Regions from separate parts of the Mus musculus genome. Here region 1 is linked to region 2. Evidence: chromatin contacts called from public promoter capture Hi-C data. All regions are on one chromosome and are shown on one strand. Each heading gives the region's core, a stretch centred on a gene start, on an enhancer-like site or on the middle of the called end of the contact. The rest is flanking DNA. Distances are from core to core; before and after follow the strand shown. Region 1 overlaps Cpq (carboxypeptidase Q). Region 2 holds the start of Cpq (carboxypeptidase Q).

The links. Promoter capture Hi-C pulls out the DNA fragments that hold promoters and counts their contacts.
Region 1: a promoter capture Hi-C map of liver shows a contact between it and region 2, with 4 times the contacts expected there. The contact joins the enhancer-like site here to the promoter of Cpq in region 2. A contact is called at or near these places in 3 of 39 promoter capture datasets (the 3T3-L1 cell line, 3T3-L1-derived adipocytes and liver), 1 of 484 Hi-C or Micro-C datasets (liver), 1 of 115 datasets of contacts at active chromatin or transcription factors (bone marrow-derived macrophages) and 1 of 9 other capture datasets (liver).

The regions. Positions count from the first base shown.
Region 1 is chr15:33,302,017-33,307,200 of GRCm38.p6, forward strand. Cpq (carboxypeptidase Q) reads left to right here. Exons shown (of 8, transcript NM_176073.4): 4 at 324-531. Among named protein-coding and RNA genes, the nearest start is that of Cpq, 220 kb to the left of the region's middle. Within about 2 kb of position 3,750, at least 2 of the 459 cell types and tissues checked have an H3K27ac peak or open chromatin away from gene starts, as enhancers often do. A contact at or near this core is called in liver, where this site is marked.
Region 2 is chr15:33,080,247-33,085,445 of GRCm38.p6, forward strand. It overlaps Cpq (carboxypeptidase Q), which reads left to right and starts at 2,883. Exons shown (of 8, transcript NM_176073.4): 1 at 2,883-3,076.

The DNA of each region.
Region 1 (5,184 bases), core at 2,500-4,999, 220 kb after region 2:
TACTTCTGTGGGTTTCAGAGGCTCACTTGTCTTCTGTACATGTGTTCACTTCTTAGTTATGATAGCTTTGTCACTCTCTGTAAGAGATTATGTCAACTTTTCACACTAGGACTATCCAAATTATAAAAATATTATGTAATTTTTAAATGACATAAATATTAAACTTAATTTTATACAGTTTTATTAAGATTAAAAGATATATTCATATAAAAGTCAAATATTCCTACTCTAAATATATAAACGTCAGTGAAAGTTACGGTCAATATATAAGAATTTGAAGCAGTTTTCACGTTTAAGTTAATATGGTGGTTTCTCTTCTCAAGTCCTCACACAGGTATTCAGAAATATCAAGATGGTGTGCCCAAGATTCCAACAGCCTGTATCACAGTAGAAGATGCAGAAATGATGTCTCGAATGGCTTCTCGTGGGAACAAAATTGTCATTCATCTGGAAATGGGAGCAAAGACCTATCCAGATACTGATTCCTTCAATACTGTTGCAGAGATCACTGGGAGCATGTATCCAGAGGAAGTGAGTAAAGTAGAAGTCTGTGCCTTCTGGCCTAGGGCATCCCAGTCTGGTGGCCATTTTTAGAATAGTGACAAGGAGAGAAAATGAATCTGTGGAGATGGTCCTCATAGACTCATTAAAGCTGGAATATCGTATATTTTTCCCATTAAAATGTCACCACAATAAAAAAGGAAAGAAGAATTCAAGATCAGAATAGATCCCATAGTGTGAAGATTCAATTTGAACACCCAAGAAAATTGCATATATTTCCTTTAGAATGAGAATTCAGGCCAATGATTGACACTGTGTTAATTTTATGAATATTTAAAAAATCATTTCAAATTACAGTAGTATAGAATCTAGTTCCTTCACTATAAAGCAAAGAGATCAACCTATATAGAAACTCACTTGTCTAGGTCTGTACATAAATCACTAATGGAATTACTACGAGAAGTATATGAGGCATTATCCACCAGAAAGCTTGCATGTATTGGGCACATCATAGGTACTTACTGAAATCACATGTACTAAATATGATACAAAATTTACAGCAATGTTTTATAGACATTCTGGTATTAATCTTAGTAGCAACTATAACTCTGAAAACACAACTAAGTTATTCAGAATGTTAGACTTATACTTTTGTGACAATGCCAGTGAAGTGAAGGAAATGGTGAGCAGTTGTGCCTGGTGTTGGAGAAGTGGGACGACTGCACCGAGCATCGTTACCCATAGGGTCCTGACCAGAGCAAGATCTCACCAGACACAATGAGTCAGTTACCACTGAGAAACTGACTTGAAATGTTGAGGGGAAAAAAAGAAAGTTCATCTTCTTGTCCTTTTGGAAAACTGATCACAGCAGAACAGCTAAGAGCCTGAGTCCCAAGTAAGAGTCATCAGGACCTCACAGAATAATCTTCACCGAGGCTATATTAGCATCTTTCAGGATGAGGGAGCAGAATCTGAACCTCAGCATGGGTGGCAGGTAGTGCATTATGGGATCCTTTTTGTAGAAGCCATGGTGTATCAGTGTCTGAGGCTGAGGCCAGAGTTGTTGAGATTCTGAGGCTCAGATAGTTCTGGTTCTGCCAGTTCGCTGGAAGCCATGTGCGTTTTCTAGCTGGGATAGTTGGAGTCTGTTTATGTAAGCAATAAATTATCAATTTAAGTGTGTAAATGAATATGCTTTGACAACATATTCAGCAACCCTTACTACAATCATGGAAGAGACTGTTTTCATCATACAAAGTCCCCCTTGGGTTTCTTTGTAGTCTACTTCTTTCTCTACCTCCTTTTCCACTGGCAAGCAATTATCTCTGTTTCCAATTATGGGGAGTGAAGAAGTCCTCAGTAGTGAAGTGTTAAGAAAATGTGACATGGTCATACCTCAGACCTGTGGAAGTGAGAAAACCCCTTACCTACCTGATGATGCCCAAGGAAAATGTCAAAGCCTTTCTTTCATCCTTGTGAGGATATTGATAGTGTGTGCAGAAAATGTCTACCATATCTTTCTTCTCTTGGATAGATATTTATGACCTGCTTTCATACAGAGATTGTTCCTACTAAGATTATCTAAACTTGTTTCCTTAATCCAGCTGCACAGCATAAAAAAGACTTCCTCCTTGTTTATATGTATCTAAGAAACCCACCACCTTGTTCAGTTGTATACAAGAACCCTACTTCCCTGTTCAAGTCAACATAATAGTCATGGGGAGCTTCCATTTCCTCCATCAGAAAGCCCAGTCTATCTGACCCCAGCTTTTCTGCATGTCTATGTGTCTGTCTTTTCTTCATTTCTTTACCACCCCAGTCAGATCCATCCTTGGAATCATGCTAAATATGATATCTAACTGTGATTTTTATATTTTATATGTTCTAGAATTTCACATGTAATCTATTCATATAATCTGCCAGACTTCTCTAAATTCAACTTTTGGAACTTACTAGTTTTTCAATTGTTTCTTCTCTTGTGTCACCAGATAGCACTTTATTGGATTTATTACAATATGCTTATCTACTCAGCACTTGGTAGGTATGTACTGATTTCTAGGTTCAGACTATTGTAAATAAAGTATCTAAATATTCTTGACCTAACCTTTCTGTAGACTTATGTTTTCATTTAATTGCCTAGTAGTCTGAGTGTTAAATACATTGGACTCTATTAAGATGCTCTACTCTCTACATTCATCTTTTCCAGATGGGTAGATAAGTGTTTTCAGAAATTGCTAGGAAGGTGGATCACTGGGTTAAAGTGTGTGCCTGACAACCTGAGTTCAGATCCCCAGAACACATGGAGCAAGGCAGATGAAGTTGCATGCATTTGTAATTTCAACACTTCTAAAGTGAGATGGGAAGCAGAGACATGGAATCCAGTTTTCCAAGAAGCTAGCCTATAGAAGAAAGCACAGCAGCCCAGACAAGTGAAACCCTGCCTGCCTCAACAGGTGGCAGACAAGGACTTCTCCCTAGAAGTCATCCTCTGACCTCCACACATGTGATGTGATGTGATGTGATGTGATGTGATGTGATGTGATGTGATGTGATGTGATGTGATGTGTGTGTGTGTTCTTGAAACTAAAGGTAAAATGTTCATGTGTACATAGCACTCCATAGAGTTGGTCATAAATATCTTGTTATTAAGATGTACAAAACAGGTTAACAGAAGTTCCCCAACAAAGAGGTAACTGCATAGCTTCAACAGAAAAAATATACATTCCTTATATTTCTTTATTAGATTTTAGTCTTTATGACTGTATTTAGGGATGAATGTTCCTTGTAACTTTCTCAGTACCACTGTGAAGGCAGGGTCAAGTATTTCATCCCCCATTAGATTGGTTAAATTTGTCAGTGAGCCTCAGTAAACCAGAACCTTTTATCTATGTCTCCCAGAAAGCCTTCTCTGGTAACTCTCCCCTAGTCCCAGTGTGCTGTGCCACTGTTATGGTGACAGTTTTAACTGAAGCTTGCAAGTACCTAAAACTAACACTACATTTTATTTATTTTCTTTTCCTTTTCTCTAATTCCTATCCTGAGACTGGTTACACAGTAGCTTTTTAACCCATGTTTATTTTCATTAAAATTAAGAGAACAAGAAATGTGTGCACAGAATCTTAGTGAAAATAAGTAGTTTGTATAGAAAGACATTTTATGTTTTATCCCAAAAGTCATGGGTAAACTGTAGTGAATTTCAGCTCTGCCAAAGTGTTTGTTTGTGTGTGTGTGTATAATTGATGTAACATTAGGACACTTTGGAACTCTATTGCATAATTCATAAACCTAAGAGGGATTACCACAGAATTTTCCAAATGCCAATAAGATAAACAGGTTTTATTGGACTTCAAAATGTAAAAGTAACAGAATAGAGGTCTGATACAAATCCTACCAACTGAGCCCTATTGAAGCCAACTGAAGCTCAAAATTCTATCTCTAGTCTTATTTTATAATAAACTTGCATCTCTGTGGTTTATACAAGTTACTGTATTCAAGAAATCTTGAAGGAGGTACATTTTTATTGAGAAAAAAGCCCTTTGGAAGCTATTAGAGTAGCCTCCGAATATCTTCATTATCAACAGAACATCATGCACATTGGTCCAATTTTCATTACTGTAATAAAATATCTGAGATAATTAACTCATAAGGAAAAGGGGTTGTTTCGAAAGTTTCAAGTGTGCAGACCCGTTTCTTTGGCCTTTGCTTGACATGCTAAATGTCAACAATAGGAAACTTGTGGCAGGTCAAAAACTTACTTCATGATTAGTGATAATAGGAGGAAGGAAAAAGTGGCTAGGGTCTCAAAGTACCCTTCATGGGCAGGACCCATTACTTTTCCCCAACTGGATTTCTTCCATAATCTTATGCCTACAGGTTCCACCACAACCCATTACTGCCATCCTAGAAACCCTTCATATTTACTGAGGAACATTCAAGATCCACACATCAAGGTGTCTAGAAAGCTCTCTTTTGCATTACTATAGAGAATCAGAGTGAGAATGTGAGCATTATGATTTCTGAACTACAGTAGAAATGTCACGTCAACCCCACTTGATAAAAATGTGTGTTTGAAAGTTCACTGAAAATCTTTTGTCGTTATGAATAGAATTTATATCTGATTAGATACACTAAAGGGATTGTGGCAATAAAAAGAAACCATAGTGGCAGAAACAGAAAATGAGGACTGATAGCAGAGCTAAACCTCAGAGTTATCCATCCAGAGGGACACCCAGATACATGATGGGGATCCATCTCTAGGTTCGAGACTGCCCATTTCATCTTACCCCTAAGTGATTCCATTCCACCTGGGAATGCCTTAAAGCAAAAAGGCAAAACTAAAGAACGGAAGTTGAATCAGAATCTAGATTGTGCTGCCCTTACCAAGTCATCACACAGCAAAATAGCCTCTCTCTGAATATGACTGGATAAGGCTCTGATCTATGATTATATCAGAATATCACTAGGAGTCATTTTATTGAGACATAACTTTGTTGTTGTTGTTGTTTACTTGTTTGTTTTAAGAACAGTAGTGTTTGATTTTACCCTAAGTCTCTGAGATATCTTTCTGGTCTCTGGTTCTTGGTTACCAAGAAAGTATTGGGTATGGGTTTCATCTCTTGGAGTGGATCTTAATTGGTTCGCTACTCCCACAAATTCTGAGCCACCACTGACCTAGCCTATCTT
Region 2 (5,199 bases), core at 1,633-4,132:
CTCCATCCTGAGTTTTCTATGAGCTTAGTGCTTTATGTCAAATCTGTTGTCTTCTAAAGAGTTGTTCACTTCTGGGACTAAAAGGATGGATGACAACTAGGATTTGGGAAGTATAACCAATTCTCCAAAATTATTTCACCAATGCATTCTTCCATACCTATGTGATAACCTGTACATTACCCTTATGATTGTCTTGTCAGCTTGATCTATAGAGCTTATAACACAATTCGGTATTGAGTGCCTATAGTGAATAAATATATCAGACTCTGTTTCCAGTACTCAAAATGCAATGGATATAATATAAATGTTGATGAATATTTGTCTCTATATAAATATAACTATTTTATTAAATGTACTAATTTTATGAGGCTGTGTCAAAAATACCTAAGAGAAAAAATTAAGAGAAAAAGAGATTACTTAGTTGTGGTTTCAAATGATTAAGCTCAGGGTTGCTTGGCTATGTACACTTGGATCACATCATAGAAGCAATGAGAAGCATGAGGAAAATGCAGAAAGGAGCAAAGAATGTGGAAGGAATTATGGGCATAACTTTCAAAAGCATCTTCAGAGTGATTTAGCTTTTCTAACTGCTGAAATTTCCAAAACTTCCCCAACCAGAACCACTAGTTGTGGACCAAGCATGCAAGACAAAAGATTTTGGCAGTGACTGTGCAGATCCACACTATAGTTGTAAGAAAAATGAGTGCATCACATGGCACATGGCTTAGTAGCGGATGTAGATGTAAGCATATAATTCCAGTGAGGTAAACCCCAGAAAAGAATGAAAGCACAGAGAAGGAGCTTCCCTTCCAGCAGCTTGCATGAGCCAAGTTCTGAGTTACTAGAGTATCTGAGTCAGAGAGAGCAGTGCTAAGAGCTATGGAGATCTACCAATGCCATTGTATCAGAAATGTAACAGTTCTAAAAGAAACAAGAATAGAATGAACACCAATGGGGAAAGATATATAGTAGATGGACATGAATAGAGTAATTAAAATCAACCATCTAAAGGGAGGGGAAAATGGTCCAGGACAATGTAAGCATAGATGGGCTCTGGAATCAAGCTATTTTAATTTACAACGTCAACCTGACCTCACAGGGTGTGTCATGACCTCTCTAGCTTTCAAATTACTCATCCGTGAAGTAGAAATAATAGTCATAATACCTAGCTCATAGGGCTGAGAAACACCCACAGATAATCCGCATAAAGTGTTAGTAAAAAGCATTCAATTAAAGTTCAAGTCTTGTCATTATTACATTGTGAGTCAATGACAGAGAACTTTTACAGCATAAGAAAAGGCTGGGAAGCATTGGGCACGGCATGAGCACGGCACTGCCATCTAAGCTATACTTAGAGAGACAGTCTATGGGCCGTCTTTACAGGTGCACGATGAGCTAAACACAGAAGTCGAGTGTAAGCAGCTAGAAGCGTCAAAAAGGTGATATTTCACTTGTTGCAAACCTGTAGGTTTGTTTTTCCACAAAACTAGAGTCTGTCATTTTATAGCTTTTCAGTTACCTTTGCTAGATTATTAATTTCATTTTACAAAATTAGCCTGTTGTAGGAGATTGGAAATAATCCAACCTATTCTTCATCAAAGATAGTTTCAGAGAAATGTAAATCATTGGGACTAGATATGACTCCCCAGGGACCATTTGTGGAAAGGCCAGCTAGGACCATGTTGAAAAGACCCTTGAATACCTCACAGAAGTGATATTTTGTGAAAGGCAACGCGACTAGTCAAAGTTTAGAGGGATTGTTATATTGTACATAGGTGAAAGGACTCAAAATGATTTTCTTTGTATATGCTTAATTTTTTCTTTCCTGTTTTTTAAGTATGTGAGTTTTCTTTTTCTTAGCATCTACCTATGTAGCCCAGGTTAGCCTGAAACTCAAAATATCCCTGCCTCTATTTTCTGTGTTTTGAGATAACACATACATGGATCAGCATGCCTAAGTTTTTCCTTGGTTTTGTGTGTGTGTATGTCTGTGTGTGTGTGTGTGTTTTAAGAGGAGAGACAGGAACTGGAAAGTATTTTACAAAGATAACTTTGATAAGAGTCTGGCTAAGTAAAGAAATTTGGACTTATCAAAACATAAAACATTAAAAACATGTGCACATGTTGCAGTTTGGACTTTATGCAGGTCCCCAAACTACTGAAGTCATGCAGTGACTTGATGTGTCAGGGTATACTGGTTCACAAGGGGGTCCTTCCTTTTCTCAGAGGAGAAGGGGGCAGAGGATAAAACAGGGGCTGTGGGAAGGGGGAGCTGAAAGCAGAGGGGCTACTGTGATCAGGATGTAAAGTGAATGAATGAATAGATAGATAGATAGATAGATAGATAGACAGATAGATAAATGGGCCAAAAATATGCGCACATGTACTACAAGAGTAGTATAGCATTGCTCTTTCCCTGATACAATGCCTAGACTGAAAATGACTTTCTGATCTCCTAGTTTTAGATCATGACCCCTGCCTTCATGATCACCTCCTTTCTTACAGTCTTTCAACTATTAAGGAAGGGAGAAAATAACCTGGTGCTTCATTTTGTTTTTGAGACAGGGTCTCATTTATTCTGTAGCCCTTGCTAAGCCTCAAAGTCCTGGGCCATCTTCCCGCATATCCATCCTCCCTAGCTACTGGGTGATTGATAACATGAACAAAATAACTGTTGAGTTGCTTTTGTTGGGAAGGAGTTTGACGGTTCCAACAAAGTCTCTTGAAGCCAGGCCTTGGGGACCCTACTTGCCTTAAGTCAGGCTCAAGGAGACCTTTCAGGGTCGGGTCCAGCCAGCCACAGTCTCAGTTAAAGCCCAGGCCTCGGGCCTGGCTGACGGTTGCACCTTTGTCTCCGCCCACCGGCCAGGGAGGGCTCCACAGCTGTCCTGGCACACAAAGAAGCCAGGCCTGCAGACTACTGGGGCTCCGGGCTGTTCCTGAGGCCTCTGGAGGCCCGCCCTGTGGCTCCAGTGCGCTCTGAGGACCTTCCTGGTCCCGCCCCCGAACGTGCCTGTGGTCTGCAGGCCTCACCGGGTGTTGTGGCCGCTGCTGCTCCGCAGAGCCTCGTGATCAGGTGAGTGCCCCCCAGGCTGTGGGTGACCAGCTGCTCCCCAGAGGCGGGAGGGTGGGCTGAGGTCAGCCGGCCTGGCTGCCAGAGAGCTTCCTGATCGGGCTGGAGTGCCCTTGCATAGGACGAGACTGCCTGCAGTTACACTGAAACCCAGAGGCAGAGACCAAAATTGCTGGTGCCTGTCTCTTCTTCAAGGTCTCTTGCACCGTCCCTGGACTGCCTAGGAGCTTCCTTCAAGGCCCTATCTGGAATTTTCCCTAGTCAACTGACTTGCAAGAGGCTTTACCAGGACGGGGTGGGAGAGCTTTGGTGGTTTCTTTCACTTTCTACCTAGTTCTGTTCTTTCATTTCTGATATGAAAGGCCCCATTTTCGAGTTGTCAGCGTCTGACTTGTCATACATAGTCGTACTCAATATCCAATAATTGACTGTGAAGTAGAACTGAATGAATGAAGTGGACAAATGCGTAGGAAATGCAGCAGAATGAGCAAAATATATGAATGGCACAGTGAATATGAAATGGAGACATCAGACACACAGGCTTTCGCCTCTGTTTTCTCAGAGTTAAGTGTTTTGCAATCTCTGTGGTTAATCAAGAGGAGTTTGATTCTTTGTAGTTGTTAGTTACTAGACTCCTGCACCTTATTATCTCCATTGGTTGGATTAAATATATTTTGCCTAAAACAAAATAACCTGAACTCTTGCTTGCTTGTGCTTTATTCTCCCCACTTTTGGTTTGAGCCAGCGTTGTTACCAAAATATATAATGTATTTACAAGGTACAAAGGTACATCTCAAAGCAGAACCATGTCGCTGACTTGTATTTAAATCCAGACACTTCTCATGAATCTAAGACTGGACAATGTCTATTTTCCTTAGACAAGGGTTGGTTTAGTTGCAGGTGAATGAAGAAAACAAAATATGTCACAGTGAGGAAAGTAATTTGTGTGCATGACACATAAAGAGTGCTTTAATACAGTTGATCACTGCTGTAGTTTTGCTTCCTAGACCCCAAGTTCCACAACCCCCCCCCCCCATAAAACCAAAATCAATGACTTTGAATTGTCACTTGATCTCTTTAGATTTTAACTTCATTATGTGTGTGTGTATGTACATGTGTGTATGGACCTGTGGTTAACACAGGTATCTTCCTCAAAGGTTTTATTCTTTAAATTTTGGAGACAGCACATCTCAGTGGACCTGGGGGTCCAGTGAATCTGCTAGATCAGTTGGCCAGTGAGCTCCAGGAATCCTCTTGTCTCCACCCTGCTAGTGCTGGGGTCACAGACATGTGCCGGTGCATATTTTTACCTACCTATTTCAAGTCTATCTGGTAGAGTAAATGTTTTGTTTAGTGAAAAAGACTGACTTTCTCAGGTTGTTTTCCCAAATAGCCAGTTGTGGGTTCATGTGTCATTCAACTATGAAATGTACAAGTTGATATTCATGGTGCTCTGACCACACACTTTTATTGTTCATTTAAACTTCTTACTTATATTACCCTACTAATCCTCACCGTAAACTTAAGAGCAAGGCAAACTTGAAACTCCTTTTGTCCTAACTATCAGAAATAGTACTTGAAAAATAGGAAGCCAAGACTCAGAACATAAGCAGATGGGATCAGGCAATGTCTGCTGTGAAAGTCTGTGTGGTATGGAAGACTGGTTTCCTTGTGTTTTCGAACATGTACAAAATTTGGATATTGTTACCATATCCAGTGAACTGTGAATGGGAGCCAGGGAGTAGGATTACTAAGGTGGATTTAGTTATTTTATTATTTTAAAAATTATTAGCCAGCATCATCAAAATGGCCAGTTGGTAAAGGCACATGCTTCCAACTCGAGGGAACTAAGTTTAATCCCAGGACCAGACACACACACTGCAAATTGTCCTCTGATTTCTACATAGTTAACACACACACAAATTGTCAGCCAGGTATGGTGACTCACAGTTATAACTGTAATGAGAATTGTTATAAGTTCAAGGACAGTCTGAGCATCCAAGTGAGATACTCTCAAACAAACAACAAAAACAACAAAAAACCTAAATAAGAATGTTTTAATTCCACTATGATTTGACACTTTCAACCTAAATGCTCACAAATCCTCATCCTTTTACTTATTTAGG